Linked DNA regions of Mus musculus: all the other regions are linked to region 1. The links are chromatin contacts, called in public HiChIP or PLAC-seq and promoter capture Hi-C maps. All regions are on one chromosome and are shown on one strand. Each heading gives the region's core, a stretch centred on a gene start, on an enhancer-like site or on the middle of the called end of the contact. The rest is flanking DNA. Distances are from core to core; before and after follow the strand shown.

Region 1 (7,717 bases), core at 4,792-7,291:
CTCAAAGAAGTTTGGCTTGATAAAAAGGGGGAGTGGGCTTCAGCAAGTTTGATACAAATTAATTTAAATATATGGTAGCCAAGTTCATCCCTGATGGCTCTCAGGGTCAAATCCATCTTTGGTCAAGGTTCCCTAGAAAGGCTCTACATGCCTGAGGCTCCCATTTCTGAGTCTTACACCCCATCAAACCATGCTCATTAATAACTCTCACGTTTATCCTGAAAGCAAACAAGCCTTGTTTCCTAGACCTTTCTTTGCTCTGCTCTTTAAAAATCATTTACATTGTTGCGGGTTTGTTTTTAGCTGTGTTAGGGATTGAATCTAGGGCATTAAACATACTCGGAAAGTTCTGTTGCTGAGCTACACCCCCAGTTTCTTTTAAAATTTAATTTTCGTTTAAATGCTTATTTTAAGTGAGTTCAAAGTACATTTAACATAGTCTTTTTCGTGTTTATAATGCATTTAATTCAAACCATGCCTTCTATATGTAATTTTCCTGCCAGAATGTATCATTTGATAAGTGAGAATAGGCAACTCTTGCAGTTTATAAGCAAGGACAGATTCTCATTTATCTGAGTTTTAATCTATAAAACATTCCTTTCCCTTTTCTCGTCTTGTTTTGCTTTCATTTGCCTTTGAAAGTTAATTTCCTTTGATTAAATGGAGGCTATTTATACATTAAAAATTTTTAATTTTAATATATGAAAAGCAAGTTCTCAAAATACAAACTTTAAAGGTAATTGCTATAGGCAATCATATTACCTGGCATAGTCTCTCTCTCTCTCTCTCTCTCTCTCTCTCTCTCTCTGTGTGTGTGTGTGTTTCAAAGAACTCATGGATCTGACCAAAATTCCAATTTCTGAGGCCAGAGAAAATATAGTTAGAATCAGTTCTAAATCTAGAAGTAAAGAGGGACACTTGTTTCAGATAGTCCCCTACTGTTGTTAAGAAGTCGAACATCTGGAAACTGGCTTCTTAACATGGCAACTGATGACCCAACTGGTCCACCTGGGATGTCACCATGTTGCCCTGCTGGAACCAGTACAGCTAGGGAAATCTTGAACTGAACATGGGGAAAAGAAAAGAAGCAACCTCTTTGTTTTCCTCCTGGTAAAGGACAAGGCTTTTCTTATCAAGGATAAGGATGCTACACCTTCGCCCTTGCTTTTAATTTCTTTCTCTTCCTAAAAATATCCTAACAATGTAACGGACAGACTGTACACGTGAGGAATGTGATACATCTGTCAGCATGAACTTGTTTCCACATGTCTGAGCTGCATTTTTACCCTCTTCCAGCTGAACCATGGGTCATTCAAACTGACACCAAATCAATGCCATTGGATGAAGGTGGGATCTTTATAATTCAGAGGGGAGAGAGAGAGAGAGAGAGAGAGAGAGAGAGAGAGAGAGAGATCTATTGAAGACTTATCTTCATTGTCTAAGTTGTCTATTTAATCTATTTAATAGAATTTGCTAGATGATCGACCATCTCCTGACCATCATGCCGTCACAGCTGTTCACTGGTGAGGGAGATTAAAAACACAATGTTGTTTCAAGGGTAAACTTCCTTTTAACAATCTAGGTTTTTTAAAATATAAGTTGCAGTCATGTAAGCCACTTGATGAATTTGAAGACACATTAGTGTTTTCTCTTTGTGCCCAAGTTCCAAGAACCAGGATCCAGCCCATTCTTTTCTCACTGTATTCTTTTCTTCCTAGTTTCCTCACCTTTACATTGAAGTCTGTCTTCATCTTTTGACAAATGACAGTTGTTCATTCGCATTTCTTTCTCATAAAACATTTCCTCAGTCCTCTCTCATAACTTTGGCACATGTGACTTAGATATTCCCATCTCTCTTAACTACTTTGCTGCAAAGCAAATGCCTGGACACGTTCATTTTGATGTTACCCTGAAGCCAGCCCTAAAGGAAGGAAATTAGTTACTAATATGCAAGGAATTTGTCTAAAGGATGTTGCTTATTTTCTAGACTGTTTAGTTATGAAGACTTGAAAATTGAAAATAAGTAACTTGCAGTTGCTCCTGGTGGCCAGGTGCCTTAAATCTCAGCAGAGGCAGGCAGATCTCTGTGAGTTCGAGGCCAGCCTAGTCTACAAAGTAAGTCCAGGACAGCCAGGTCTGTTATACAGAGAAACAAACAAACAAACAAACATAACTTGATGTTCATGCATGTCCCTTTAATTTCAGTCATCTTGTTCTTACTTTAGCAGCTAACACAAGCATGGCAAGACACCAGTGATGGTAGCGCTCACAATTCACTTCAGACATGCCAAAGGTTTCTTGTCACTATCTCAACTATAGAATTCTCTATTTACAAAGTTTTAACTAAAGTAGTATGTTTCCTCCAGGACAGGTCTTGAGATGTTTCCTTTAAAAGAAAAAGAAAAACAACTTCTCAGCAGCATGATAATTTGGCCTTTTTGAATCTTGGATCTAAACTATTTAATTTTCCTCTTTGTTCAATTATGAAGTTTTTATACTTTATATGTATTCATTTAAAAGGAGAAAATGGTATGAAATGTCAAAAGATCTATTTAAATGAAAATGGATCCACTGAGTATTAATTTCAATATCTCAAATTAAATTTCAAGAAGAAAACCCAAAGTGCTTATGCAGAACATAAAGATGACTTTCCTGAGGTTTCAGAGGATATTTTATGACGGCTTTCACGTCCTGGTCTCTGTGGGCTCTCAGGTCTCACTTGCCCTCCCATCCCAACCCTGACTCCACAGAAATGAATTTGCATTTGGTTCTCAAATTCACACATACAGACTAAGCTAGACTACACTGAGAAAATTGTTATATACATCTAAAGAATTATTGTAGCAGTGAACATTTTAGAAGTTGAGACTTCCTTTTATATTTAACTCAGAAAAAAACAAAAACAAAAACAAAGCTTTACTGTCTCCTTTTAACATCCAGATCACTGGAACTCTATCGTCCTGAGTGTGCGAACCTGACCATTCAAATCCCTAGTCTTAACTGTGCCTTACCAAGTTGGACACCTAATAAAAATAAATGCATATGGATAGGACCTATAAACTTTATTGAAATGCTTTTGACCTAAACTCTCCAAAGGTCATGTAGAACTTGGTTAAATATTCCTTCCAACTGTCCAGTTGTGGTAAAGGTGATTTTAAAAAATGTTATTTTCTTTTGCAAATTTTCCAAGAGCTTATTATAATTATCAAAGAAATCATATTGGGAGTAATAAGCAAAATGGATCCTTTTGTACGGGTAGTTTTTAGCTATTTGTTGCTGTCTTCTCTATCCCTAGGAGATGAACAGGTTGTTTGATGGGGAAGAATCAAACAGATCCTCTACTATGCTCTTCAAACTTCTAGATAGCTCCTAGGTATTTGTGCATATTTGTTTTGATTTCCTGCCCACAGATGTCCAATGGACTCTTTAAAGAAATACTTCTCTCAGCTTGCTTTGCATGAAAGCAAAAAGTACTTGTTCACCTAAAAATGGTTTTTTAATTCATAAATCTAACACAATACAGCAATAAGGCCATTGGGGAAGGCTGACCACAGGGATCATATTAAAGTCCTGGCCAGTTGTCATTGTAATGACAATACAGTAGCCAACATTAAGGTGTTAAAACAAACAGCCTGTTCAAAGGATGAAGTGCTCTCAGAAACTCTAAAACATTGTTTAAAGGGATACTTTTAGGTTCTTGAAATAACTTCTAGGTTCTTAAAAAGTAAAACGAACTCATCAGTACCTGATACTTCACTATTTGTAACAATAAAGGCAAGGCACATTATTCACATGAAGATGCTTGAATATTGTTACTTTCAGCTCCTCAAGCTGTTCTTTTAAAATGTCCTTTGCGGTCATATACAGTCTATTGGCTTTGAGTCTGCAAAAAACTGTAAAGTTGAATGGAAGTTTCAAGACTGGTTTCAGCCATGGAAGCAAAACGGTCTAAGTACTTCCTTGCCCACTTTCAGAATGTATTCAGTTTTTCTAACAATATAAAATGTGTGGATTTTATGACTGTGGCCAAGGAAGTCTACAGCATGTCTTTTAATAATCATGTTTCTATATTTTGCAAGGGCTTGTCAAAGGCACATATGTTCATTAAATGAAATATTCACCAAAGGGAATAAAGGAAAATTTACCTATTGTAAGAAAATCTAATTTTTAGCATGGAAAAACACCATGGTTTAAATTTTGTGGGGAGAGCTGGAAATGTAGCCATTACTTAGGCCTATCACAGGAATATATTTGGACAGAAAAGACAAGTGCCCTGTAAATACTGACACATGGGCATGCTTGATGTGGGGGCTATGAGGGGAACTGAGCATTGCAAATTGCCTAGATTTATGCCCACAAGCTCCCTACCATTTGTTCACTCTTCTCTTTTTAAACAGCTTTACAAAGCCCATGCTCACACATTTATCTTTTCATTTCTTGATAGTAAACTATGATCAGAGCTACCAACTCAAATTCTGAGTGGTAACACTCAGTGATCATAAAATATATAACAAAGAGAATGTTTCAGTGTTGTTAATATTAACATATACACTGTTCTTTCCTGTAAAATATTCCCTGGGCAAATCAAGTATCTTGAATTTTTTCAACTGTCTTTGGGGGGTGGGGAGGGTTAAAAAAGAAGCAGAGAAGTAGGGGTGGGGGAAAGAGAGCATAATTAATAGGTATTTGTTCCATGAAAACCCTTGGGAGACTTCTAAGCCTTTCAGGCTGGTGAGTTCTCACCTAGAGAGGGGACTGCACGTGCTTTTGAAAGCTTGGCTGAGCAGCGCTATTCAACTTGTTAGACGCTCAAGCATTCCAATTGTGCCTGTTACTATGAAGTGGGGTACTGTCCAATGTGACAACGTGCAACATGACACTCAGACATGCTGACTTTATTCATTAATAACAACCATTCCCCCACAAATAAGCATCTAAATTAGGAAAAACAAAAGTGTTTCAAGTTGAAACTGTCGTTGCTCTGGGAGAGTAAAAGACAATTCTTGCTCTACGGCCCTTTTCTTCATTCTTTCAAAACTGGATTTTTTTTTTAAGCTTTCAAATTCTTTTAATTAAAAAAAATGCCTAATGTGTCTTACTTACTTTGGGGTTTTCTTAACAAAGAACTATTCTTGTCCTCCTAAACCAACCTCGTATTAAAAAAAAAAAAAAAGAAAAGAAAGAAAGAAAAAGAAAAGGAGAAAGTTAAACTTTATACAGGATTTGTCTTTGAAGTTATGAGTCGCTAAAGAAGTAATTCATTTATACTAAAGATCTTGCCATTCCTAACCGTACTTTAGATGAGTATCTCGTATTTATTTACGAAGACTCTATTGAGTAATTAAAGCCACGGACGTAGTGAGTTTAGGAGCACAGAATTTATATGACAGAGTGCTTTCGAAAGGTATTTATTCGCAGTAGCATATAAAATTTTTTAATAATCCTGTCAAATATGTTCATGAATAATTTATTAATCTCCCAATTGTTAACTACCGGGCGTGCACACACCCGCCTGTGTCCTGCACATCACGCAGAAATCTACTGCCATGTTCCTGAAGTGACAAAGACAAGGTAAAACTGGTATATTTAAGATGTCCTCAGCCTCACAAAAGGGCAGCGCTGCGGGTCAGGCTGGCGAGTTAACACACGCACTCAGTCTCCCGTTGTCCCGAAGCCCAGCTTCTGGCCACACTCGCGGCGGCGGGGTTCCCGCGCCTCCCTGCACCAGGCCCAGTGGGGACAGAGCTGGTGCGGTCCCAGGTGAGCGCCAAGCGGGACCAATGGGCGTCCGCGCTCGCCGCGGCCGAGGCCAGCGCCTCCCAGACCGTGCGAGAGGCCGGCGCGTCCCGCCCGAGGCCCGCAGGGCGGCTGAGACGAGAGGCCCAGCCGCCGCCCGAGCTTCACCCGAACCCTCCCGAACCTCCCCGAGGCGTCGCCCGAACCTCTCCGAACCGTCCCGAGCCGTCGCCGAACCTCCCCGAGCCGCCCCGCCGCGGGTGCGCGCGCCCGATCAGCTGGGCGCGCGCCCCGAGTCACGTGGTGTGCGTGTCGAAGGTCACGGCGCGCTCACAATGGAGCTCTCGGAGTCTGTGCAAAGAGGCATCCAGACGCTGGCGGATCCCGGTTCCTTTGACTCCAACGCCTTCGCGCTTCTCCTCCGGGCGGCTTTCCAGAGCCTGCTGGACGCCCGGGCGGACGAGGCCGCGCTAGGTAAGCGGCTCTCCCGCCGCCGCGGCCTGGGCGGAGGGGCGCCCGGCAGAGCCGCCAGCCCGGCGCCTTGGGCACAGCTCCGGCCCGGGCAAGTCCCCGGTTTTCGCCCAGCCCGACTGTGGGGACCCGAGCGGGCCCTGAGCGCCGCTGTGCCCCCGCAGGGCACCTACACGGGGCCAGCTCTACGCTCCTGGCCTGGTTTCCCTGCCAGACTGTTTCTTTGTTCCTTTGTAAAGCCGTGTTCAAGTCTAGTTTGTGGCCTAAATGTGTGGGGGTTTTCAGCCTCCTCGGAGGCTGCAGCTGTTTTGACACTTGGACTTCAACTGGGGAGGTCCTGTGATTCAGCCTCCCCCAGCTGGGCTGGAGGGGGTTGAAAAGGCAGTTTCCGAAGCAATGGCTGGGTCAGACAGCACTGACATTTTCCAACCTACAGAACACCTCCGGATTCTCTGATCACTCCAGCACGGGCGTTCAGAGTGTTAAGCCCAGGTTATTCGTCCAGAACCCTCAAGTAGGGCGCCTAATGTTTTGTTCTGCAGCGGCTACCAGGAAGAGAGACTATTTAAAATGTCTGGTCGCAGACTGCAATTGTCATAATGGATTAAGAGCGTACTTTAAGACAAATCACTTCTAGATAATTCCCTCAAATCTATCAACACATTCCAGAACTCCTTGGGTCTCCACACCCCCCCCCCCCGTTTCATACTAGATACTTGGACAACAAGTATGAAAGTGGAAGCTGTTCTTAAAGCCCCCCCCCCCCCCCAATTAACCACTACCTGGTTTATCTCGAAGCTGTGTGTGTGTGTGTGAGAGAGAGAGAGAGAGCGAGGAGAGGTGGGGGGACTTGAAGATATTAATGGGATTTTGATATTTCTGTTGTGCATGCTAATGTATGCCCTCCTATCAAGCTTCTTTGATGTATTTATGTTCATGGAGTCAATTGCTCTAAAATGTCTTTTGAAAGTTGTTCATTTTGAAATTTACTGTGTAAACTACCTTCAGTTTCTCCTTTGCTTTCAGTCCATCCAGCAACCACTGCCCCCCCTTTCTTTGAGGTATTTAAAAAAAAAATACTAAGACGAAATAAAAGAAGGTAATTGAAAAGAGAGTGACAGCAGATTATTGATGTATTCTCTTTATTGTTTTGCAGTTAACCTTGTTCATCTCATCCATTTACAATTGAATTTTTGTTATATTTTCTAAAGAGGAAGTTTTACCAAAACCAAATATTCCTCTTAGGAACAGGGGCCTAAAGGATTTGTAATCATTAGCAATTAATTTATTTTAGATCACCCATACTTGAAACAGATCGACCCAGTGGTTTTAAAGCATTGTCATGCAGCAGCTGCAACTTGCATCCTGGAGGCAGGAAAGCACCAAGTTGACAAGTCTACTCTAAGGTACAGACTTTATCTAATGCCCGCTTACTTTGAAGTGGTATCTTTGTCATTGTAATTTCAGTTTTTAAAGATAGAGACTAAACCTTGCTTTATTTCCCCCCCCT
Region 2 (6,807 bases), core at 2,985-5,484, 720 kb after region 1:
GGCAACAGGAAGCAGAAATGCATCTGCACTAAGGCACTGCCTGCCAGACAAGGTTTGCTGTGCGCCCCTCACTTCCGCAGGCCTCTCGGGCTGTCCGTAGTGATATCATTTCCTGGGAGGTACTGAGGCGCAGCAAGGTTAGATGATTTACCCAGGCTCTCACTGCTACCAGCCTTACACTAAGTCACACTTTACTCTCCAGGTCTCTGTACGCCACGCAGACATTGCTTTTTTTTTTTATTTTTTTGTTTTTGTTTTTCTTAAGGCATTTTTTATTAGATATTTTCTTCATTTACATTTCAAATGCTATCCCCAAAGCCCCCTATACCCTCCTCCGCCCTGCTCCCCAACCCACCCACTCCCGCTTCCTGGCCCTGGCATTCCCCTGTACTGGGGCATATGATCTTCGAAAGACCAAGGGCCTCTCCTCCCAATGATGGCTGACTAGGCCATCCTCTAATATATATGCAACTAGAGACACAAGCTCTGGGGGGTACTGGTTAGTTCATATTGTTGTTCCTCCTATAGGGTTGCCGACCCCTTTAGCTTTACCTTAGTGTCTTCACTGTCTGGTGCCAGCGTTCCAAATCCCAGCCCTAGGCAGACACTATCAGACTCCAGGTTCCTCCACAAGCTCCCTTTACAGAGCCTGGTCCCCAGCCATGTCTGAGAGAACTCCCCTTGCCCCCTCATGGTTCTTCTTTGGTGCAGTGAGTGGTACCTGCCTCTTCGCGGAGTGCTCCCCCAGTAGGCTGAGAACTTGAGTGAGGGTTACCAAGTCAACACCACTTTCCAGCTTGCCTGTGCTTTCCTACAAATCCAGACCTAGGATTTTGTTAACCTGAGACTCTGGTGGCACTGGTCTGCCTCCTGCAGTTTCTACTTTTCTTTTTCCCTCCCTCAAGCTGTTTCTGGAAGGGTTTATTAAATTGTGTCGATGCTGGGGTGATGGGGCATATCTACAATCCCAGTGACTGGTATGCTGAGGCAGGAGGATTGAGTTGCCAGACTGGGCCTTACATAAAGAAAAACTATTTCAAGATTATGTATTTTATGGTCATAAGTCTTCTTAAAATAGTAGCATTTGGGAACCCGATATTAGTTTTTTTTTTCTATATTGTGCCCTGATGCCCTGCATGTTCCAAGAAACAAGGTAATGTTCTTTAAAACCTCGTGCATCCTTGTTCGGAAATGAATGCTTCTACAGTTCCATTTAGAATTATCAGTGATTACCCACTGCTTCTGCTGTGGGGGTTGTGGGATTTCCAGAAGTGAGGGAGAAATAAACATGGGAGAACCCCCCCCCCCAAAAAAAAGAACAAAGCTCAGAGTGTATGATGCAGTGTGTCTTCAGTTTGGAAGGAGTGAGCCGTGTAACCTGCTATTCAACTAAATATGTATCTAGTTTGCTTCCATATGTACACCGTTGGTCTTAGATAATGTATCTTAGGCTTTCTATTACTCAGTAAAATCTCCAAGTTTCTGCCAATTCCATCAGTAAAGGTTTATTGTTTCCCATAAAGCCCTTAATGACTTTTTATTAGCTTTAGATTCATTTGTTGGTTTGGAAAAAAAAAAAGCTTTATTGTGTTCATAATTCTCTATCAAAATTCCTTTAATGGTTAGTAGTGCATATAATGCTGGGGGTGGGTGGGAAGAAGATAAGAGGTGCTTAGAATACTGAAGTAGTCAGGTGAATTGGCCTCCCACCCCACCCCCAATGCTAGGGATCTCTGCCTCGTGCATACCAGGCAGGCATCCCAGTGATAAGCTGCAACAGTAATCTCAGGTGAAACCAATTCAAACCTTCAGCTGCCTCAAGCTGGACTCAAGGTTGTTGAAATTCCACTTACGCCTTTTATTGGCAATGTTAACAAAAGATAAAATGACTGACAGCATCTACCCTGATCAGGCATTATTCTAAACATTCGGAGTACCAAAACACCCCAGGGATTCTGCCTAGCAAGCTTGTGAGGCCATCGTGCCTCTGTTGCCGCCCCATCTGCCACGAGCTGCTGGCATCAGAGGATCAAAGAACACCATAAGGGTACAGATGTAATGGGGTCTAGCTTCTATTGAGACCAAGCTATCACTGCAGAGATTTCTCAAAAGGAAGCCCTGACGCTTCCTGGAATATTTCTAGGGGAACAAGGAAGTGCTAAAGCTTGAAGCCCAGACCTTCTGCTTGCTAAGTAGATAGAGCCCCTACCTCCCTACTCCAACCCCCTCTTCCTTCTACAGTCTAGGTAGAACAGTCTGGAGACAGAGTGAATGGAGACATAGATCAGGGTTTGTGTCAATATTTTTGAAACAGACAATTAAAATATTTGGGCTTTGCAACCCCATAGGAGGAACAACAATATCAACCAACCAGAACCCCCAGAGCTCCCAGGGACTAAACCACCAGCCAAAGAGTACACATGGAGGGACCCATGGCTCCAGCTGCATATGTAGCAGAGGATGGCCTAGTCAGACATCAGTGGGAGGAGAAGCCCTTGGTCCTGTGAAGTCTTGATGCCCCAGCATAGGGGAATGCTAGGGCAGTTAGGTAGGAGTGGGTGGGTGGGGGGAGCATCCTCACAGAAGCGGGGGGTGGGGGTGGGATGGGGGTTTGTGGAGGGGAAACCAGGAAGGGGGATAACATTTGAAATGTAAATAAATAAAATAACCAATAAAAAGTTAAAAAAAAGAAAACTATGAAATAATGCAATTCTTATAAAACCTGGTTCAATTAAGAAAATATAACAGTCACAAAATGTCTGTTAACATAAAAATAATTTATTACTTTTGTTTTGTTTGTTTGTTTGTTTGTTTGTTTTTGAGACAAGGTTTCTCTGTGTAGCCTTGGCTATCCTGGGAATTACTTTGAAGGCCAGGGTAGCCTGGAACTCAAAGAGATACTCCTCTTTCTGCCTCCTGAGTGTTGGGATTAATGGTGTGTACAACCACTACTCACCAAGAATTTACTACTTTTTAAAACCCATAAAAGTCAAGCGTGGTGATATGAGTTTATAGTCCTAGCGCTTGAACAAGCCGGGCAGCAAGATTATGAGCTCAAGGCCATCTTGGGTTACACAATGAAACTGACTCAAAAAAAAAGTACTATAATAGTTACATATTCTAAAGTTCCAAGTCATATTTCTAATCTTGCTAAATATTAGTATTTAAAACCCATACTAAAGCATTTGGGGACCCTTAATAGTTTGGGGGCACAGAAGAGTCCTGTGTGTTCAGCTGAGTTTACCACTCATGTCTTGTCGGCTTAGTTTAAGGCAGAATTTAATTTCAAATCATTTCTTTCTTAGGTAGAGAGAATCATCTCTATGCTGTTTGAAAGTTTCTTTATTTTTCCATTGTTGTTTACAGACACTTTCCTATGTGAGTTCTAAGATTATTAAGTCTTTCTTTTGGGATGATGCTGGAAATCAAACCCAGGACCTTGCATGTGCCAGGCTCTGCCACTAAGCTGCAACCTGCTCCTGAGGGTGAGGCATTCTGAGAGCAGATCTCCAGTAGTCCTCTTGCCTCCTCTCCTCAGCTACTTGGCCCACTCCAGCCATTAGCATCCTTTGTCCCTGGGAGACCATCCTAAGCATCAGGCTTTTTCCAGTAATTAATCAGAGTGCTAAGCTAATTGACTAATGACAGTAACCCATAATGAGTGCTCGTGAGCACCTGCCTCACCTCACCTGGCTTCATGGAGGCTTCCTGACTCCTCAAAGGATCTCTGCAAGACAGGTGCTGTGTCCCCAGGAGACTGAGCGGTTTCTCTACCTTCGCATCTCTAAGTGGCTTGTGGGGTTCTCATTCTCCAGGACAGCCTGAGTTCCCATAATAGAAATCTCCACTGCTACCAACTGCTGCTTCACCAGATCTTATGCGGATGCGCCTCTGCCATGTAGACCACACTCCAAAAGCTGTTGTTTTTCCTTTTCCATCTCTTCCTTTTCTGCCTTTAGCGTTTGAGGATTTGATCTGTGGTCCTCATATGCAAATGAGTTCACATAGCCTTAGTCTTTCTAGTTCTTTTAGGTCAGACCCAGAGAAAGAAGCCATTAGCATTTAAAGAACAATACTTCATTTCACTATGGCCAGATAATGTCTTGAACACAAAGGGACAGAAGGAATTATTCCCTGGAACTGACTATTCATGAAGCCCAGCTTGGAATCTGGCAGAAGGAGTGGGGGCTGAGTCTTGCTCAGAACAAAGGGATGGGACCTAAGAAACTGCTATTCTGCCAACACCCATGTGTAATGGCTGTGGGTCTGCACTGTCTTCCAATTCTAACGCTGTGGGTCTGTACTGACTCCTGCAGTTCTGAGAAGAAGTACTGTTCTGGCACCGGCTGGCCTTCATTTTCTGAGGCTTACGGCTCAAAAGGCTCAGATGAAAGTCACACAGGGATCCTGAGACGACTGGACACTTCCTTAGGATGTCCTCGCATGGAGGTGGTCTGCAAGCAGGTGATGTGTTTTTCTTTTCTTCATTTTCTCTGAAAGGAAAGGAGCTGTTTTTCTCTTGGTGCCTCTCTTGTTCTTCCATGATATACCTTGCCATTAAAATTCACTCTACTTAGTGATCCCTCTCTCCCATCCCGTTCCTGCTTGACCATATGACACCAAAAGGCAGAGACATTAGCATCTTACTTCTTCTGGGAACCTAGGGAGGGGAGCTCAGATCCAGACAAAACTTGGTTTTGTATTTTATTGTTGTTGTAGTTATTGTTGTCATTATTATTATTACTATTATCATTATCATTATTATTATACACGAGTGTGCACACATGCACAGGCACCACTGTACACATAGGGAGGTTTTCTCCTCTACCATGGCTTCTGGGGATTAACTCAGATGGTCAGCACTGTGGGGATTAACTCAGATGGTCAGAACTGTGGCTCAACTGCTTTTTATCTGTTTCACCAATCTTCCCAGCTCAAGGAAACTCATTTTTATGTCATTGGCACTCACATTTCCTGGCGTGTTGTATAAACTGGCAGAGGTTGGCAAATGGAAAGGGCCAAGTTTTGTCTGAAGGAAAGAAAAGTGGTTGTTGGGTGCTCCCCCAGTTTATATGAATCCTTCCCCTCCTTGTGTTCATTCATCTTCATGATGGCTCCTTATTATTGTCACCATTTGACAGATTAGCAAGTCAAGGCCTCGGTGTAATCATTTGCCCACATGCTCCCTGGAGAAGTAGGACTGCTCACTACCACAGCTCTCTGTATATCCGGTTGTCCATTTTTGAACCAAATTCTAATGCAAATGGTCATGCTTCCCAGATGCTAGGCTCTGGGGTGTGGTGGGCCATGTGGGGCTGTTTTCCTGGAGAGTGACAAAGATGTTGTCTCTCCCTTGCAGTGTGAAGCTCACCTTGGCCATGTGTTTCCTGATGGACCCAAGCCCACTGGCCAAAGGTTTTGCATCAACAGTGTGGCCCTGAAGTTCAAACCCAGCAAGCCCTGACTGTTTGCAGGAGGCCTGTGTTTTGCCCTTCCTTGTGGAGCCTTGGTTCTGTAACTCGGATGGATGCCTTGCTTTATGTACTGAAGGCTTAGGTGAAGGTTGTTACTGGCCACAGGGGAATCACAGCTTCTTAGTCACCTGAAAGCAACTCAACCTGACTTCCGCTTGGGCCATGGGATTTCAATTGGCTGCCAAGGCTTCGGGTGAGACCACAGGGTGGGACCTAGGCAGGATTTCCACAGGTTCGTGGACTGACGAGGGTCCCTAAAGCCTCTGAAGGGAACCTGAGTTGCCCATCTCCATTCATTTCTTCATGGATGTACACAGATGAGGGCTCAGGGGGAAGAGAAAAGAGATGGGCTGGAACAGATGAGAGATGAGAGATCCCAGTGTTGAAGAGGAGGACAAAGTAGCCGAGCATGGGACACACATACCCATGATGATATAATGGATGAAACTTGTGGCTTCTTATCCAAAACTCCACTGACTCAGCCTTACAACACACAGCTGGGATCCATGTGAATTGAGTGAATTTTAGCGACTACGACAATGCTCTCCTTCTTTTCTTTGTTACAGCACTAAACTTCAAATATTAAAATAAAATATTGAGATCAATATTTACTTTTTTTGTCTCAGTCTGTTAATTTGCTCTTTAGGAACATGACTGTAAATCAAAATGACCAAAAAATTAATAAATAAAAATTAAAAAAAAAATCCACAGTTGGACACACTGGATCAGATGTTTTACAAATTGGGAATCTTGAATTATTTGTTAGTAAAAAGTATTTAAATAGTTCTTTTTGTGTTGTTGAAAACTTAGTTACCCCATTTTCTTCTTGCAGCTCTATTATACATTATTTGACATTTCATGTATTATCTAACCTAATGCGAATTATGGCTTCTTTTGGCTTCTAAAAAATGCTAATTTAGGCTGGAAAGATGGCTCAGCGGTTAAGAGTACTGCATGTTCTTCCAGAAGTCCTGAATTCAATTCCCAGCAACCACATGGTGGCTCACAACCATCTGTAATGGGATCTGATGCCCTCTTCTGGTGTGTCTGAAGACAGCTACAGTGTATTCATATTCATTTAAAAAGAATGATAACTTAGATCACGGATTCTAAAAGAATACTAACCCAGAACACTAATGCCATCATTTTTGTGTTATCATTGCCTTAATTATATATACATGTTGTGAAAGACTAACCTCAGAGCCAAATAACTACCATCTTGGAGCATTCAGTTGTGGCCACTTGGATCATCCCGGAGGAGTGGGGCGGGTCAGGAGCATCCCTCCTTCCTGCTGCTGTACATCCAAACTGCACATGGCCATGGCCCAGGAGA
Region 3 (7,862 bases), core at 3,969-6,468, 630 kb after region 1:
TGTGCTCACATTATCTTACAGATAAATCCTGGCACCAAACTTTTGTCACTGAAGGAACTGTGCTTACAGGAGCTGAATGATCAACGTGCTATTCTATTAGTCAACAATAAATCTGACACGTGAGTCCTGGAGGGGGGTGCTGCAGGGAGGGAAGTATGCAGTTTGTGTTTGTCAACATGCAAGTAGAAAAAGTTTCCAGTGGGGATCGTCCCAGCTGTATCCAGCACTATAAATAAGAGCTGGTCCATAAACTCAGCCTGATATGAAGCAACTCAGATTTTCCTTTGACTCCATGTTAGCAATTTCCAGTGGATTTGGAAAAATTCAGTATGTATAGAGATAGCAAATAATGTATAGAAAATATTGACACACCTCCAGAAATGTGTATCCATCATTTTTATTTAGAATAAATAAATGGTAACTCTGAAAATTAAATCAGCATTAAAATAAATGCAGGGTCTCACTATGCAGTTCTCGCTGGCCTGGAACTCACTGTGTAGTCTAGGTTGGCCTTGAAGTCACCGATAGCCACCTGCCTCTGTCTCTAAAGTGTTGGGATTAAAGGTGTTCATCACCATGCTGGCTCCCTAAGTTTTGGCTTTTTAAATTGGATTTCTTATAGCACAAGCTGGCCTCAAACCCTTCTCGTAGTTGAGGATGGCCTTGAACCTCCAGCAGTGGATAGATGATAGGTGCACACCACCAGTGGTAATTTATGTGGCAAAAAGGAACAAGCTGAAGGCTTTGTGAAGGCTTTTTGAGGCCAGCCCTCTGCCAGCTGAGCTAATCCATTTCAGGCTTGGTGAAAGCTTTGTCTTAACTTCTTCTTTATGCCCTTAAAAATAATATGGCACTGTTCTGCAAATATGACTTTTCCAAGAAATCTGTTTTTCAGGACAAAGTTAGCACTGACAAATTTTAGCTTGTACCTAACTTCAAACATGTAACATTTTAGCTCTCCACCTCCATCTATGGAGGATAAATCATCGGACGTTGGCTATGGACGAAGCATTTCTTCTTCATCTTCCTTAAGAAGGGGAAGCAAGGAGAAGGCCAAGTAAGGACACATTGTGTCAACCAACCTGCCCAGGGGGTTGGAAATTTGTGTGTGTGTGTGAGGGGGGTGTTTTGTTTTTAGAGTTTTAGATTTTGGTAAATCAATTCTTCTCATGATGATGATTTATCTGCATAATTGTTTTGTAAGCTGATGTGGCAAAGTTGTCTAGGGGAAATGAGACATGGAGGAGCAGCGGTAGAGGTTGAGTTTCCCTAAACTGTGGATCAAATAGGCCCTAACTGCAGTGGTGATTGAATCCAATCATGCTGGAAGAGAAAGGACCTTCTAATGATAGTCATCTTTAAAATATCACCTGTCAGCACTGTTAGTGTGACTAGAATAAGCCATGTTCTTTTCAAATGACAAAAAAGAAAAATAGTTTTCGTTTTAGTGCTATATTTGGATCTCCTACAGAAGAAAAATCCGAGCCAGCATCAGTACGGAACACTATCCTTAGCAGAGCTTTCACCAAAGAGAAGGGAGTAAGGTAGGAAACTCATTGTTTTCTTCTCCTAGTTATAATCGTGACAACTTGTGATTATGCAGCAAGGGCACAGGAAGGGAGAGATTGCTTTGGTTTCTTCTGTGCTGGGCATGGAACCCTGGGGTCTCCATAGTGGGCAAGGGCTCACACTGAGCCACAACCTAGCACCTAAAATTTCCTAGTTAGTTGGCACCCCTCGGGCCTTACATAGCTTGGTGTCATAAAGTTTGCCCAGCAAGCCTCATTACCTGGGTTTGAGCCCCAGCACTGCTTTGACTTTGAGATCATATGTATTGAATGAGGCATCAAGTCGTGACTTAAGCATTTGTTTTTATTCTGTGCTGTCTTTGAAAAATTTACCCAGAACTTCCCTGTCTCTGGATAAATCAGGTTACCCTGGTAACTACTACCATCAAGTACTACAATGGCTTTCATTCCAAAAGGACAATAGAGGCAGCAGTTGTCCTCAGCTACTGGTGTCCCTGCACCCCACCTGTGATGGGGGTTGGGAGGGAGGGGGCTTAGCTTCTTGCAGCAGGCCATGAACCTGTGTACTTTCCTCTTGGTACTCTCTCCATCCTTTTTCTGGCTGTGTCCCCTACCCTCAAGACAGAAGCAACACAAAGTGGGAGAAAGAGGTCTAGCTCTTATGGTTGGAACAATTGTGGTGTGCTTTGTGCTTCTGTGGTTTTATCTATTCTAAAATCCTATTTGGCTCTGGGGAGATGGCTCTATTGACAAAGTACTTGCCTCGTCTGCACACATACCTGGCTTTAATCCGCAGTAGGACAGCCTGGTAGTTCACACTTGCAATCCCGGCACTCAGGAGGTGAAAGCAGGGGGATCAGACGTTCATACTTACCCTAGGCGTCATAGAGAGTTGGAGGCCAGCCTGGACTACCTGTGTGAAAAAAGTTGAGGGTGGTGGTGGGGACTAAAAATGGTTTGTACTTACTAATAGCAATTGAAGGAATCTTTGATTTTTTTTTCAAAATAGTAAAAAGAAAAGTAGACTTCAGTTGATTTGTTCCTCTTACCTTCTGTGGTAAGTAATGGGTAAAGATAAATAATTCCCACCCCCAGTTTGCTTCATTGAAACATAAGCCCAAAATTTGAGAATTGCTTAAAGTAGGTGCTGCTCCTGCCTGGTCCCAGGCTAGCCCCATATTCTTGGCTTATTTGAATCTGGAACAAATTAAGTTCCTGTCCATTAGGCAATGAATTGTTTCAGAAGATCTACTGCTTAATGGTAACATTGTGAGAGTCTAGTCTCCTGAACACAGGACAAAGGAGCTGCATCTGTACATACAAGGAAGGGTGTGGCAAGTTCACCTAAAGTGACAGTCCCCACACCTTAAAACTCATGTTCTTATTTACATGCCACTAGTGACTAGGTGACAGAGTCATCTAGAAATCTTGAAGTGTAGAACCGAGGTCAGTCAGAAAGAGGGAAGGAGCGACAGAAGCACGTAGGACACTGCGCAGGTCTGTGGCTGAGCTGAGGAACACTACATAGCCCACACTGTCCTGTTCTGACCTACCTGGACCCCTGAGACTCGGTCTTTTTATTAACTCTGAAATACTCTTGTTCCAACACCACCCAAGCATATTTCAACAAACCTCTTGATGTTACCCCACACGAGTATGCCATAAGAGTCTCATTTACTGCAGTTGCCCCTTGACAATTATTAAGAGAAAACATTTCTAAAGCTGAAAATACCATTGGAGGGGCCATTAGAGTATGGGTCAGCTGTGAAGTGGGAAGGCTGAGCATCGCCAGAGACTCTTGCATCCTTTAAGTTTTTTTTTTTTTAATTCCTTGCAAAGGGGCTGTAGTGACAATCTAGAGAGAACTTCCCCTCCCTCTCAGAGGATATGTTAGTTGGTTTTCTGCCAGCTTGAGTCTTCAGGGAAGGCAGAACCTTAACTGAGAAAATGATCTCAAGCAGATGAGCCTGTAAGCAAGTCTGAAGAATATGTTTTTTTATTAGTGATTGATGTTGAAGGACTCTGCCCACAGTAAGTAGTACCATCCCTGGAGTCCTGGGGTGTATGAGAGAGCCATGAGGAGTAAGCCAGTAGGCCTCATACCTACATGGCTTACATTTCAGTTCCTGCCTGAAGTTCCAGCCCTGACTTCTTCCCTCTGTGATGTAGTGTCACCTGAGAGATGTAAGCTGAAACCCTTTCCTCCCCAGCCAAAGTTCTGTTGGGTCAGCACTACCTAAGGCAGTCACTTGCTCTTCTGTCAGTCCTTCCATCCTTTCAGCTAGTGCCATCCCCTGAAAAAAGGCTGGTAAAGTAATCCCAAGGAGTACCAGGGACAGAGAAGACATTATCTATTAGCAGGAGATACTGAAAGTAATTATAACATACGGGGCTGGAGGTGGGTCAAAGGTTTAGGACAAGCTATTTGCAGGAAGGGTACCCAACAGAAAATGGATTCAAGGAATTCAGCAGCTAGTGCCTAGTGTTAGCCAATGGAAGTGTATGAAGAGCAAGCTTTTCCACCTCCCATGCTAGGGATAATTGGTGTAAACGTGAATAACTACTCACGCAGATGTAAGCAGAGTGCCCAGAGCAATTGAAGTCTTTAATTAGCCGGGCAGTGGTGGTGCACACCTTTAATCCCAGCATTTAGGAGGCAGAGGCAGGGGCAGGGGCAGGCAGATTTCTGAGTTCATGGCTTGCTTGGAGTGAATAGTGAGTTCCAGGATGGCCTGGGCTACACAGAGGAAAATTTAAAAAAAAATAAAAGAAAAAAGAAAAAAGAAAAAGAAAACGATACAAGCAACAAAGTTTTAAATTAACATGCCACAAAATGTCTTTCTGTTTAAAATGCTACAGAATTTTAAAGAGGGAATTTGTGCAGCCATTGACACCACAGTCAGAATAGAAAAAAGCTCAGCCAACCCAGAGTCCTGCCCTGATACTGCAACTCATTCTTTTCTCTGGAAAAAAGAACGAGACCTGGTGGTGGTTTTTCTGTTATTTTTGCCTTTCCAAGGTCTTACTATGTAGCCCTAGTTAGCCTCGAACTCACTTGTAGACCAGGCTGACCTTGAATCCACAGTAATCTGCCTATCTTTGCCTCCTGAGTGCTGGCATTAAAAGCATGGACTACCAGGTCCAGCCAAGAATGACTTTGATGGGATCATTCGTGTGTTACATCTGATACTGATGTTTTCCAGCCAGCATAATGCCTTTGAGATGCTTCCAAATTGTTCTGTGCATTGGTAGCCTATCCCTTTTTACTCTTAACCAGTATTTTATTGTATGGTCTTAACACTATATACCCATCTCTTATCAAAGGACATTTGAATTGTCTCTATATTTTTAATTTAAATTAACTTTTAATATAGATGCAAAATAATGAGCTTTGTCATAGCATTTGCATATATACATACATACATACATACACACATTGTATTTTGTTTTAACTAATTTCCCTCCCCGATTACCCTTTCCTTATTTCCCTGAGGCTTCTCAGATTGACTCAGAGCATAGTTAGTATTTGGACATTTCGACAGGATATGGGGTTTTATTATTGCTTACTTTCAAAGGAAAGGGAAAGGGAAAAAAGAAGAAGAGAAAGTGAAAGAGGAAGAAGAGATCCTGGCACTGCCCAAGTTCACGGAAGGCAGCCCTGAGAAAGAGTGGAACCCTCCTCCTGACCCTGAGTTCTGTGTGTATGTGCTGGAGGTGACCAAGTCGATACTGCCCATTGTCAACCTTAAGGAGCAGATTGAGGTCCTTGCCAAGTGAGTCTCTCCCCTCTCCCTCTCCTTCTCTCTCTGTATATCTATTTTAATTTCAGATTTTTAAAAAAAAAAACTTACAGTGGTTTGCTTTTCTTTAAAGTTACTTTAAAATAAAACCAACAAAAGAAGCTGCAATGGTTTACAGCGCCCGTGCTCTGCCTTCCCGCAGAAGCACAATGACTCACACACGGGTGCTCTTCTTTTTTGTGTGAGTCAGAGTTGAAATCGCTTAGAGACAAACACCTGGTTTTTGCTTTTGCTTTTTTTTTTTTTTTTTTTTTTTTTTTAGCTAAGCTGTTAAGACACATCTTTGGTATGATCTTAGAGAGGTAGTGAGTGAATGAATCTATGTTTAAAAACCAAATTGTTCCTTAAGTGTATGAGGTACTCAGCATTTAAAGGCATCCTATTGTGAGTTCTCTCTAACCCCCCTGCTGTTTGTTTGTGTTTTGTTTTGTTTTAATACACATTTCCTTTTCTAATGGGTGTCCGCTGGTTCATTTGCTATTTCTCGGGAGTGGGCTGTGGGCACTCTGAGAGCTTGCTGCTGGACAGAACAAGCCCTGTGTAAGCCTCAGAAGTTGCTCTTCTTCACTGGGCTCCTTCCATAAACAGAGGCTGAGGCCCTGAGCAGGTCTCTAAGGGAGCAGGACTGAAAATGGGGACGGGCTCCATGATTGGCACAACCCAGCAGGTGAACTGCTGGCTTTAGCACCAGCCACAGTGGGGGCTCAGTCAACTGCAGGTGGGAGTCGAGTAGCTGTCCTCAAACCCGGAAGTGACAACTGTAAGCCTCTCAGCTGACAGATCCCCGACTTCTGTCAGACAGGACTGGGGGAGATTCAGTGCGGTTGGCTCTAGAAGGATTTCCTGTGTCCTTGAGGCTTGATGGCTCTGACTGGAGAGTCTTGTAAACACTTGTGCAGTACTTCTCAACACTGTGTTCTAGCGGAGGCTCCACACATCACTTCTGAATCAGCTTACATTTAAACAATAATAAGGAGCAAGACAATGGCAGAGGTCTGTCCAGCTGCGGGATGGGCTGTCACTACAGGTGGGGTGACTGCTCGCCTCCACCTCCCTTCCTCATCGTCCTTTGTTTTGGTTTAGTTGCACTGTTTTGTTTTCTTCTTGTGTGTTTTTAAATTTTTATTTATTCACTTTACAACCCAATAACAGCCCTTCCTCTCCTCCCAGTACTCTCTCACACAATCCTACCCCATTCCACTTCACTTTTGAGAAGTGGGAGCCCCCTCTGGGTGTCACATCCCACCCCCCACATCAAGTTGGGCGGGAGTAGGACTAGGTGCATCCTCTCCCACTGAGGCCAGGCAAGAAGGTGCTTTTAGGGGCCAGGTATCCACAGGCAGGCGGGTAGGCCAGCAACAGGTTCAGGGACAGCCCCTGCTCTAGTTAGGGGACTCGAATGAAGACCAAGCTGCTCATCTGCTACACAAGTGCAGGGAACCTAGGTCCAGCCCAGACTCGCCCTTTGGTTGGTGATAAAGTCTCTGGGAGTCCCCAAAGGTCCAGGTTAGTTGACTCTGTTGGTCTTTCTATGGAGTCCCTGTCTTCTTGGGTCCCTTAATTCTTCTCCCAGCTCTTAGTAAGATCTTCCAAGCTCCGTCTAAGGTTCGGGTGTCTCTGCATCTCTTTCCATTGACTGCTGGGTGGAGCCTCTCAGAGGACAGATATGCTAGGTTCCTGTTGGCCAGCATAACAGAATATCCTTAGTAGTGTCAAGGATTGATTCCTGCCCATGGAATGGGTTTCAATTTGGGGCAGTCATTGGTTGACCATTCCCTCAGTCTCTGCTCTATCTTTGTCCCTGCACATCTTGTAGGCAGGACACATTTTGAGTCAAAGGTTTTGTGGGTGAGTAGCTGTCCTAATCTCTCCACTGAGAGTCCTGCCTGGCTACAGGAAGTGATCACTTCAGGATCCATATCCCCCACTGATAGGAATCTCAGCTAAAGTCACTTCCATAGACCCTGTGGGGCCTCTTCCTATCCTAGGTCTCTCTGGCAGGTGAGAGAGATTGCCCGTCCCTCCCACTCCCACCATCTTCCTTCTCTCTCCCTGTTCTCCCTACATCTGAGCACCCCCCCCCAAAACCCCCCATTTAGGGTTTTTAAGGCATTATTCTTCACAGTATAGCCAAAGACCAATCTTTCCTTTAACTTTTCAATTTTTCTCCCCACCATATGTTCTTAGTTATACAGAAATTTTAGAGATGTTTGTTGACATTATCATAGGAGATAGTATTTTGGGGGTGGGGATACAAAACAAAGTATCACAATTTCTCTCTCCCACACACCTGCTACCCTTGAAGTACATTTTTCTTCCTCCTCCTCTTCTACTCTCCTTTGATGTCAGTGTTATATAATGCCATATCATTCTTAATCCAAAAGATAAATTCTAAAAGAAAAAAAGTCATGAAATTTACAGTGGGCTACTCCAGTGCACTGTACACTGGTCAGGCTGGAGAAGCCTCACAAGGGCTAGGCCAGCCTTGGCCACGTGCTGAGACCTTCTCTCACAAGAATAGAAAGAAGAAAGC
Region 4 (7,128 bases), core at 1,491-3,990, 660 kb after region 1:
CTGCATCTGTCTTTTCTCTTTTGGATCAGACTCCTGCTTGACTCTGCAAAGGCACTATCAAAGTTTCTCTTGTCTTGGGGGGATAACATACTCTGACAAAGCATTTCAAGGGAGAAAGTGGTGCCAGTCTAACCCATTGTTTAAGATCTTGTCCATCATGGCACTTAAGCCAAGCTGGCAAAAGCTTGAAGCACTCGGTCCCATAGAATCCGTAGGGAAAGCAGAGAATGACGAACATGTTGCCTATCACCCTTCTCTCTTTCTCCATTTACACAGTTAGGGATCCTCTGTCCAGGGAATGACTTGCCCACAATTAAGATAAGTCTTCCTTCATCAATTATCTCAATCAAGGCATGCCCAGAGGTCTTTTCCTGATGATTGTGGATTCTGTCAAGTTGACAGTTAGCATTTACCATGGTGGTCACTCACAGAGCATCTGTCAAACCTACCTCATACGCTGCCCCCCCCATCCAGTACCAAGGCTGAAACTACAGAGATAATCAAGCCGTAATCAGGCAGATACTTGCAACCTCATTTTGATGGTAGGGTAGGTTCAGAGGGATTGGCTCCTTATACAAGGTAACTAAAAACAGGATAGAAGTTTTGGTGTCTCTATTTCTATCTGTGTCTGTACTTTATACTGAAGACACAGAAACAAATAATGTAAGGGTCTGTGATTTGGCAAGAATGATACCCTAGACTCAAACAGTATGCAACAGCAAAGAGTATTTATTCAGCAGAGAACCTGCAGGCAGAGGTCCACCATACTTCAGGATGGAAGACAGAGGTGTGGATTTTGCAGGGTCAATTTAACGCCTGTTAGGGTAGCAGTGGGTGACTTTTACCTTTCTTTCCCTTGATTGGTTGGTTCTATCACCAGGGGTTTGGGTGCCTTTGTGATTGGTTAAGGCGCTGGGGTATGTTAGGGGACTTTGACTGGTTAACTATACTTGCCTGCCTCAAACTAGGTGGTGGGGCAGCTTCAAGAGCTTCTAATTAGCTGCCCGTGAGGTTGGCTCAGGCTAAGTGGAGGGGCAGCTTCCTGAGTGGCTGCCCATGAAGGGTGTTTTATTCTGGAATTGCCTTGTTTTGGACTTTTCTAATTCTGGGAAACAGAAACTTAGGCCGAGTCTCCCAAACTGCCAGTTTGCAGCCTGTCATGGAGTCAGCCTGACTCTGGATAACTCTGTCCTCTCAACAAGTCTTTGACCTTAACTTTAACTCTAATTATTTCTCCATTTTGAATTACAGGACAGACCTACCTTCCCATGAAGAGAATTATCTAGGAGGGTGAGGCTAACCTCTCAGCAATGAACAGGTTAATAATTAATGACTTATTGAGCCACCTTAGATGACAGAACACCTTCAGTACAACCTGACAGACTTGAGTTAAGACCATGAGCAATGTTTGGGTGAACCACATCTTGACTAGATTTGTCCTCTTTCTAATGAAACAGAATAAAAAAATATCCTTTCCCTGCTGTAACCATGTCTTTAAATGGTGAATTGGCAGGTGAGCTGACCCTGATGAGGCTGTCAGAACCTATACTTTTGTCTTAAAAACTCTGGGAAGAGGCTTATCCACCTGCCAAGCCATATAAAGTGGGGAAGACACCCAGAGTTTACTGAATGTGGGGACAGGAGAGTGGAAGACACCCAGAGGCCCAAAGCTACAGGATAGGATCTCCATGACACAGGGCAACAACAGGCTATCTGAGAGGAGTCCCAGTGAGAATCGAGTATTGGTAGTATAGCAGAAGCCAGAGACCTCAAACCAGACCAATGACTCACTGCAATGAAGATTTGCAAGTAAAGATGTGTGGACAAAAGGGTGACACACTCACTTCTACAATGACATATTTTGTTTGTTTTTTATTTTCTTTTGGGGGGGGTTCAAGGGTGGTGGGTGGACACAGAGGTTCCAGGAGATGAGTAGTGTCTTAGTCAGGGTTTTTATTCCTGCACAAACATCATGACCAAGAAGCAAGTTGGGGCGGAAAGGGTTTATTCAGCTTAAACTTCCACATTGCTGTTCATCACCAAAGAACAGGATAGGAACTCAAGCAGGTCAGGAAGCAGGAGCTGATGCAAAGGCCATGAAGGGATGTTACTTACTGGCTTGCTCAGCTTTCTTTCTTATAGAACCCAGGACTACCAGCACAGGGGTGGCACCACCCACAATGGGCGCTCTCACTTTGATCACTAATTGAGAAAATGCCTTGCAGCTGGATCTCATGGAGGCATTTCCTCAAGGGAGGCTCCTTTCTCTGTGATAACTCCAGCGTGTGTCAAGTTGACAAAGGAAAACCAGCCAGTAAAAGTAGGGTTGGTGTGAATGATGTGAAATTCACATAAGAATCATAAAAGTTAAAACAAACAAAAAAAAAACCCAACCAAATAAAAATCCCTTTGGAACAGCTTTGTTGAGCTGTTATGCAAATATGAAGATCACTATGTAGGCCAGACTGCCTGGGGCTTGTAATAATTTTCTACATTTTCCTAGTGCTGAGATTCCAGGTTTTATACTGTCCACAGGTCCAGTCTCTGGGGCTGAGCGGAATGGTGAGTGTCAAGGCCCAAAACAAACACACCTGGGCCAGGAGTCTGTTAAAGCAGGAACTCACTTTATTAAACTAGGCACTTGTTTATATAGACAGGACAAGGAGGTGAGGATAGGGGTATGGGGTGAGATGACACATGGGGTGGAGTGAGATGACAAAGGCTGGGGGCGATCTCACGGGTCCTATAAGAAATTGACACATCAGCAGTGGTTAGGCAGAGGCTGTCTCATTCAGGTTGGTAGGTCCTGCTGAGTCATTCTTAAGTGGAGAAGAACGACAGGTCTTGAAAATTGAGCCAGGCTCAGGTTTGTCCAACATTATACAAGTTCTGCCCCTCACAGTTGTAGGCCAATCCATTATCCACTGAGCCATCCTCAAATCCCTAGCTATGAAGGCTTTAATGCTTTATATTCAAAGCAGCTAGACTTCCTAGGACGCTGGTTTACTTTAGTTATGTTTTCAAAGGGCTTAATTTTAAAAGATAGTAATTAAATGATTCATGTTTCCTGTTTAGTTTTGTAGAGCTTTTAACAGGATCTGGCTCATTTAAACTTGTTTAGGTTGAAATCTTTTATCAACCATTTTATAACTCCTTTATAAACATGGTTATCTCATATATGAAGTATACTTAACAGATCAAGTGATAAATCTACTCATTGTCCTTGCTGCTGTTTTTGAATATATGTTTCAAGATGTTTCAAAATGTAATATATTTTTTAAAGAGATAGGCTTTCACAATGCTCATAGTCTGGTCTCTTCTAGAACTTTCTGTGTAAAGTAGGCTTGCCTTGAACTCACAGAGATCTTCCTGCTTCTGCCTCCCTGGTTCATGGATTAAAAGCAGACACTTAATATGTGTATCTAAGCAATTTTTAAAAATCATCTTTATTTTGAATCAGGGTCTCATGTAGCCTAGGCTAGCCTACAACTCACTATGTAGCCAACGATAACCTTAAACTTCTGACCTTTCTTCTTCAATTTGCCAAGTGATGGGTTACAACCTTGTGCCACCATAAGCAGTAAGGACAAAATTTGGTGCTCCAATGTAAAATAGGAACTTAACTACAAGTAGGCCAATGTTCTAAGAAAGTCTGAATGCCTTGAACAAATCTTATGGTCAGTCATAGTGAAGAATCCCTGCAACCCCAGCATTCAGAAGACAGTTGCATGGGGACTGCTGCAGGATTGAGGCTAGCCTGATCTAAAAGCAACTAGCCTTTGTCTAAAATACTGTTCTGCTCTCAGTGGGGTTTGCAAAAAGGCATTGACTTAGCTGAGCAGGTTTTGTTTGCTTCCTGCTGCTTTTGTCAGGCTTTGAGTACTAAGGAAAGGAGTTCTGACAAAGTCCAGATTCATTTAAGTTCCTGCTTCTGTCAAGCTTGTTACATGGGCACTTTATGCATGCTATTACTTTAAGGTGATTCTATGGCTTTCAAACCCTTCCCATCTGTGACTAAACAGGCACAGAGATGTGTGTCCAAACATTCGAATATTGTGAAAATATTTGTATAGTTAAAGGCACATATGCTTAACACATATAAAATGATGAACAAGTATTCTCTTTCATATAATATATATTGATTCTGGATTTGTAACACAAAATGGCTAATAAAAAATTTTAAACATCTCTACTTTTTATTATATACTTGCCATTTAGGCAAACCTTCTATTTAAACCTGTTCTAAATTTATTTATCTCAACCAAATAAGCACTTGGGTTTTGTATATATGAACTCGTAGGAACATCAGAAAATTATTCTATTGGAGTACATTGTCTGAAAATTTGTTAGAAGTCTAGATTTTTTTTTATTTTTGCCAATGCAGTAAACATGTGTTTACCTAGATAAATATTTTAAAATTTGCTTCAAAAGTAGAAACTTCAGATGGGGAGTTGTCTAGTGTGATAGTACCTGCTGCACAGGCATGGGGACCTGAGTTCAAATCCCCAGCACACACATAAAAGCTGGGCACAACCATGCAAGTCCTCATAATCATAACAGTGGTGAGAGAAGATAGAAATGGGAGGATTTCTCAGGCTTGCTGGCCTCTAGCCCAAACACACACACACACACACACACACACACACACACACACACCACACACACACACACACACACACACACACACCACACACACACACACACACACACACACACCCCACACACACACCACACACACCACACACACACACTACACACACACACACACACACACACACACACAACACACACACAAAACACACACTGCAAGTTCTTTGAGAGGGTGGACCTTTTCTTGGCTCTTACTGAGTTTAGTTCTCCGTGCTAGGATCTTAGGCAATCACTAGTAACCAAAGTCACCCCGAAGCCATTGGATTCTCAATTCCTTGTCTCATATCCAAGAAGAATATGGAAGCATGGGCAAAGAGTGAGGAAAGTGAACACTGATTTATTTAGAGAAAATTGGGGGATTCCCCAGGAGCGGGAGAGGCTACAGGGGAGGAATATGACCATGTTCTCCGCCTGGTGGGCTTTTATGGATATGGATGGAGACTAATGGTTGGAGCATCTCATGAGCAGAACGTGTGAGACCACACAATCTGTGCAACCTTCCTTCACCCAACAAGATAGTTACTCATTTATTCAGGGGATCACGTTTACTATGTGATTAACTCATGACTTCCTATGCACCTTGCCCTTGTTGTTTGAGGGCAGTTATCTCCTTTTTTAGAAGTAGAAGTTAAATTAATGTCTATGTAAAAGACTTCTAAGTAGCTCTGTGTTCACTGTTCTGGTGTCTTTGTATGTTTAGTGTATCTATGTTGCTCGATTGTGTAAGCCTTTTAGAATACAAAGCTTAGCGGAACATTTTGCTAACTTGGTATCCTCTAACATGAGATGGTCAGTGGTACTTTCCATATCCAGGCTTGTGATCCTGTATCCCTATTTATGTCGTGACTACCACCTTTAAGCAAAAACAGTCACACATGCCCTAGACCTCACTCCAGGTGGTGCTCTTTGATGAACAGAAGGTATTGGGTATAGATCAGCAAATGAATACATTTGTAAAAAAAAGGTCTAACTTTTTAAACTATTTTTATCTCATTTATTTTGTTCACATGTATATGGACTACTTTATAGTATGAACTGAGATAATGTTGCATCAATGACAATACCTTGACTATGACTGCATAGTTATGTACACCTCTGTGTTGTGGTTTGAATGAGCATGGCCTCCATTGCCTTATATTTGAAGGCTTGGTTGGCAGTGGAACTGTTTGAGAAGAATTAGGAGGTGTGACCTTGTTAAAGGGGGTATGTTACTGAGGGCGGGCTTTAAGCCCATACCACTTTCAGGTAGTTCTCCTCTCTCTCTCTCTCTCTCTCTCTCTCTCCTGCTCTCTCTCTCCCTCCCCCCCCTTTGTACTTGTGAATCATATATAAGCTCTCAGCTACTGTTCCTCTGCCATACTTCCTGCCTACTGCATGGGCCCCACCATGATGGTCCTGGACTCTAACCCTATAGAACTGTGAGCCCCCAAATAAATACTCTCTTCTATGAGTTGCCTTGGTCATGATGTTTTGTTATGGCAACAGAAAAGTAGCTCTCTATTTAAGCCTAAACTTGATGTAACTGCCCTGAATATGGAATTGACATCACTGGGACTTTTTATTGGCTCTTTTTTCCACGACTTGTCTCTTTAATTGGCATACTGGGACCAGGTGGCTGAGCCTACCTAGCCTGTTGGAGCTGGCAGTTCTGCTGTAAAACTCAGGTGACAGTGCTATAATTAGAGCTAGTATGATTTGCACTCCATCAACACAAACATCAAAATTTCTAGACTGCACCAGAGAATCACTTGATCACCGCTCCACAGCTTCATTTAATGACTAAAAATATATTGCTTTCAAATAAAGTCCTAACCAAAACAAATTCTTCCCTCCCTGAGTCAAATAGCTACATCTGTTCAGCAAGGTCAATCTATGAATGCAATTGAAAATAGGAATTAAAATAGGAAAGCCCGTGTTCACTTATACATACTAATTACTAAAGTCCTTTCGTTTCTGAATTAACATTCCCCTTCTCCTTTAAGGGTATGGTGTTTTATATGTTTTTGTTCTTTGTTTTGCTTCTGAAAGAGCTTAAAATAATAATAGAGATGGTTTGCAGTGAAAAAGTTCCTTCCTGGTCCATTGGATGGTTGGTGGTGTTTTGGGGGCTGTACTTGAGCCAACCTCTCTTCTATTATGAATTTTCTGTCTTCCTCAGAACAGCGATGTCCAATTCTGCCCAACCCAGGCCCCAGAGATTCAGGGGACATGTGTAGGATGAAGGGGCTGGTAGGCTTGAACTCCCCAGCAGTAGAGCCACCACTGTGAGGAAGGCACATGGACCCTGTGCAGTGTGAGCCTGAAAGGACATGGAAAGCCCAGGTGTCCATCAGCCCAGCTTTAGGAAATTCCTTCATCAGTGCACAAATACATTCACAATTTGAATTAACTAAAAGTGATTGAGATTGGTTTGATTGAAGAAAGAATGTGTGGTAGTTTGAATACAAATGGCCCTGTTGGCTCAGACAGTTGAATGAC

Evidence for each region. Promoter capture Hi-C pulls out the DNA fragments that hold promoters and counts their contacts. HiChIP or PLAC-seq counts read pairs in DNA pulled down with a chosen protein or histone mark.
Region 2: a contact with region 1 is called in an H3K4me3 HiChIP or PLAC-seq map of embryonic stem cells, with 7 read pairs. The contact joins the enhancer-like site here to the promoter of Commd3 in region 1. A contact is called at or near these places in 9 of 39 promoter capture datasets (the C10 cell line, cranial neural crest, embryonic stem cells and 6 more), 1 of 484 Hi-C or Micro-C datasets (uterus) and 12 of 115 datasets of contacts at active chromatin or transcription factors (bone marrow-derived macrophages, embryonic basal ganglia, embryonic forebrain and 6 more).
Region 3: a contact with region 1 is called in a promoter capture Hi-C map of neutrophils, with 5 times the contacts expected there. The contact joins the enhancer-like site here to the promoter of Commd3 in region 1. A contact is called at or near these places in 12 of 39 promoter capture datasets (the C10 cell line, the HPC-7 cell line, cranial neural crest and 8 more), 3 of 484 Hi-C or Micro-C datasets (the G1E-ER4 cell line, bone marrow-derived macrophages and uterus), 19 of 115 datasets of contacts at active chromatin or transcription factors (CD8 T cells, DN3 thymocytes, T-cell acute lymphoblastic leukemia and 15 more) and 1 of 9 other capture datasets (adipose tissue).
Region 4: a FOXA1 HiChIP or PLAC-seq map of pancreatic cancer cells shows a contact between it and region 1. The contact joins the enhancer-like site here to the promoter of Commd3 in region 1. A contact is called at or near these places in 12 of 39 promoter capture datasets (the 3T3-L1 cell line, the C10 cell line, the HPC-7 cell line and 9 more), 1 of 484 Hi-C or Micro-C datasets (cerebral cortex), 18 of 115 datasets of contacts at active chromatin or transcription factors (bone marrow-derived macrophages, craniofacial prominence, differentiating embryonic stem cells and 13 more) and 1 of 9 other capture datasets (embryonic stem cells).

What each region holds. Positions count from the first base shown.
Region 1 is chr2:18,666,394-18,674,110 of GRCm38.p6, forward strand. Commd3 (COMM domain containing 3) reads left to right here and starts at 6,042. Exons shown (of 8, transcript NM_147778.4): 1 at 6,042-6,210; 2 at 7,502-7,613. The coding sequence starts at 6,072. Gm33355 (a long non-coding RNA gene) reads right to left here and starts at 6,011. Exons shown (of 2, transcript XR_374026.2): 1 at 5,943-6,011; 2 at 2,181-2,386.
Region 2 is chr2:19,388,892-19,395,698 of GRCm38.p6, forward strand. It overlaps Msrb2 (methionine sulfoxide reductase B2), which reads left to right. Exons shown (of 5, transcript NM_029619.2): 4 at 4,317-4,464; 5 at 5,360-6,079. The coding sequence ends at 5,464. Among named protein-coding and RNA genes, the nearest start is that of Msrb2, 21 kb to the left of the region's middle. Within about 2 kb of position 4,235, at least 9 of the 459 cell types and tissues checked have an H3K27ac peak or open chromatin away from gene starts, as enhancers often do. A contact at or near this core is called in embryonic stem cells, where this site is marked.
Region 3 is chr2:19,295,368-19,303,229 of GRCm38.p6, forward strand. It overlaps Armc3 (armadillo repeat containing 3), which reads left to right. Exons shown (of 20, transcript NM_001081083.2): 14 at 22-119; 15 at 956-1,057; 16 at 1,449-1,544; 17 at 2,539-2,586; 18 at 5,105-5,302. Among named protein-coding and RNA genes, the nearest start is that of 4930447M23Rik, 45 kb to the right of the region's middle. Within about 2 kb of position 5,219, at least 126 of the 459 cell types and tissues checked have an H3K27ac peak or open chromatin away from gene starts, as enhancers often do. A contact at or near this core is called in CD8 T cells, DN3 thymocytes, the G1E-ER4 cell line and 11 more, where this site is marked.
Region 4 is chr2:19,325,256-19,332,383 of GRCm38.p6, forward strand. No RefSeq gene overlaps it. Among named protein-coding and RNA genes, the nearest start is that of 4930447M23Rik, 15 kb to the right of the region's middle. Within about 2 kb of position 2,741, at least 27 of the 459 cell types and tissues checked have an H3K27ac peak or open chromatin away from gene starts, as enhancers often do. A contact at or near this core is called in pancreatic cancer cells, where this site is marked.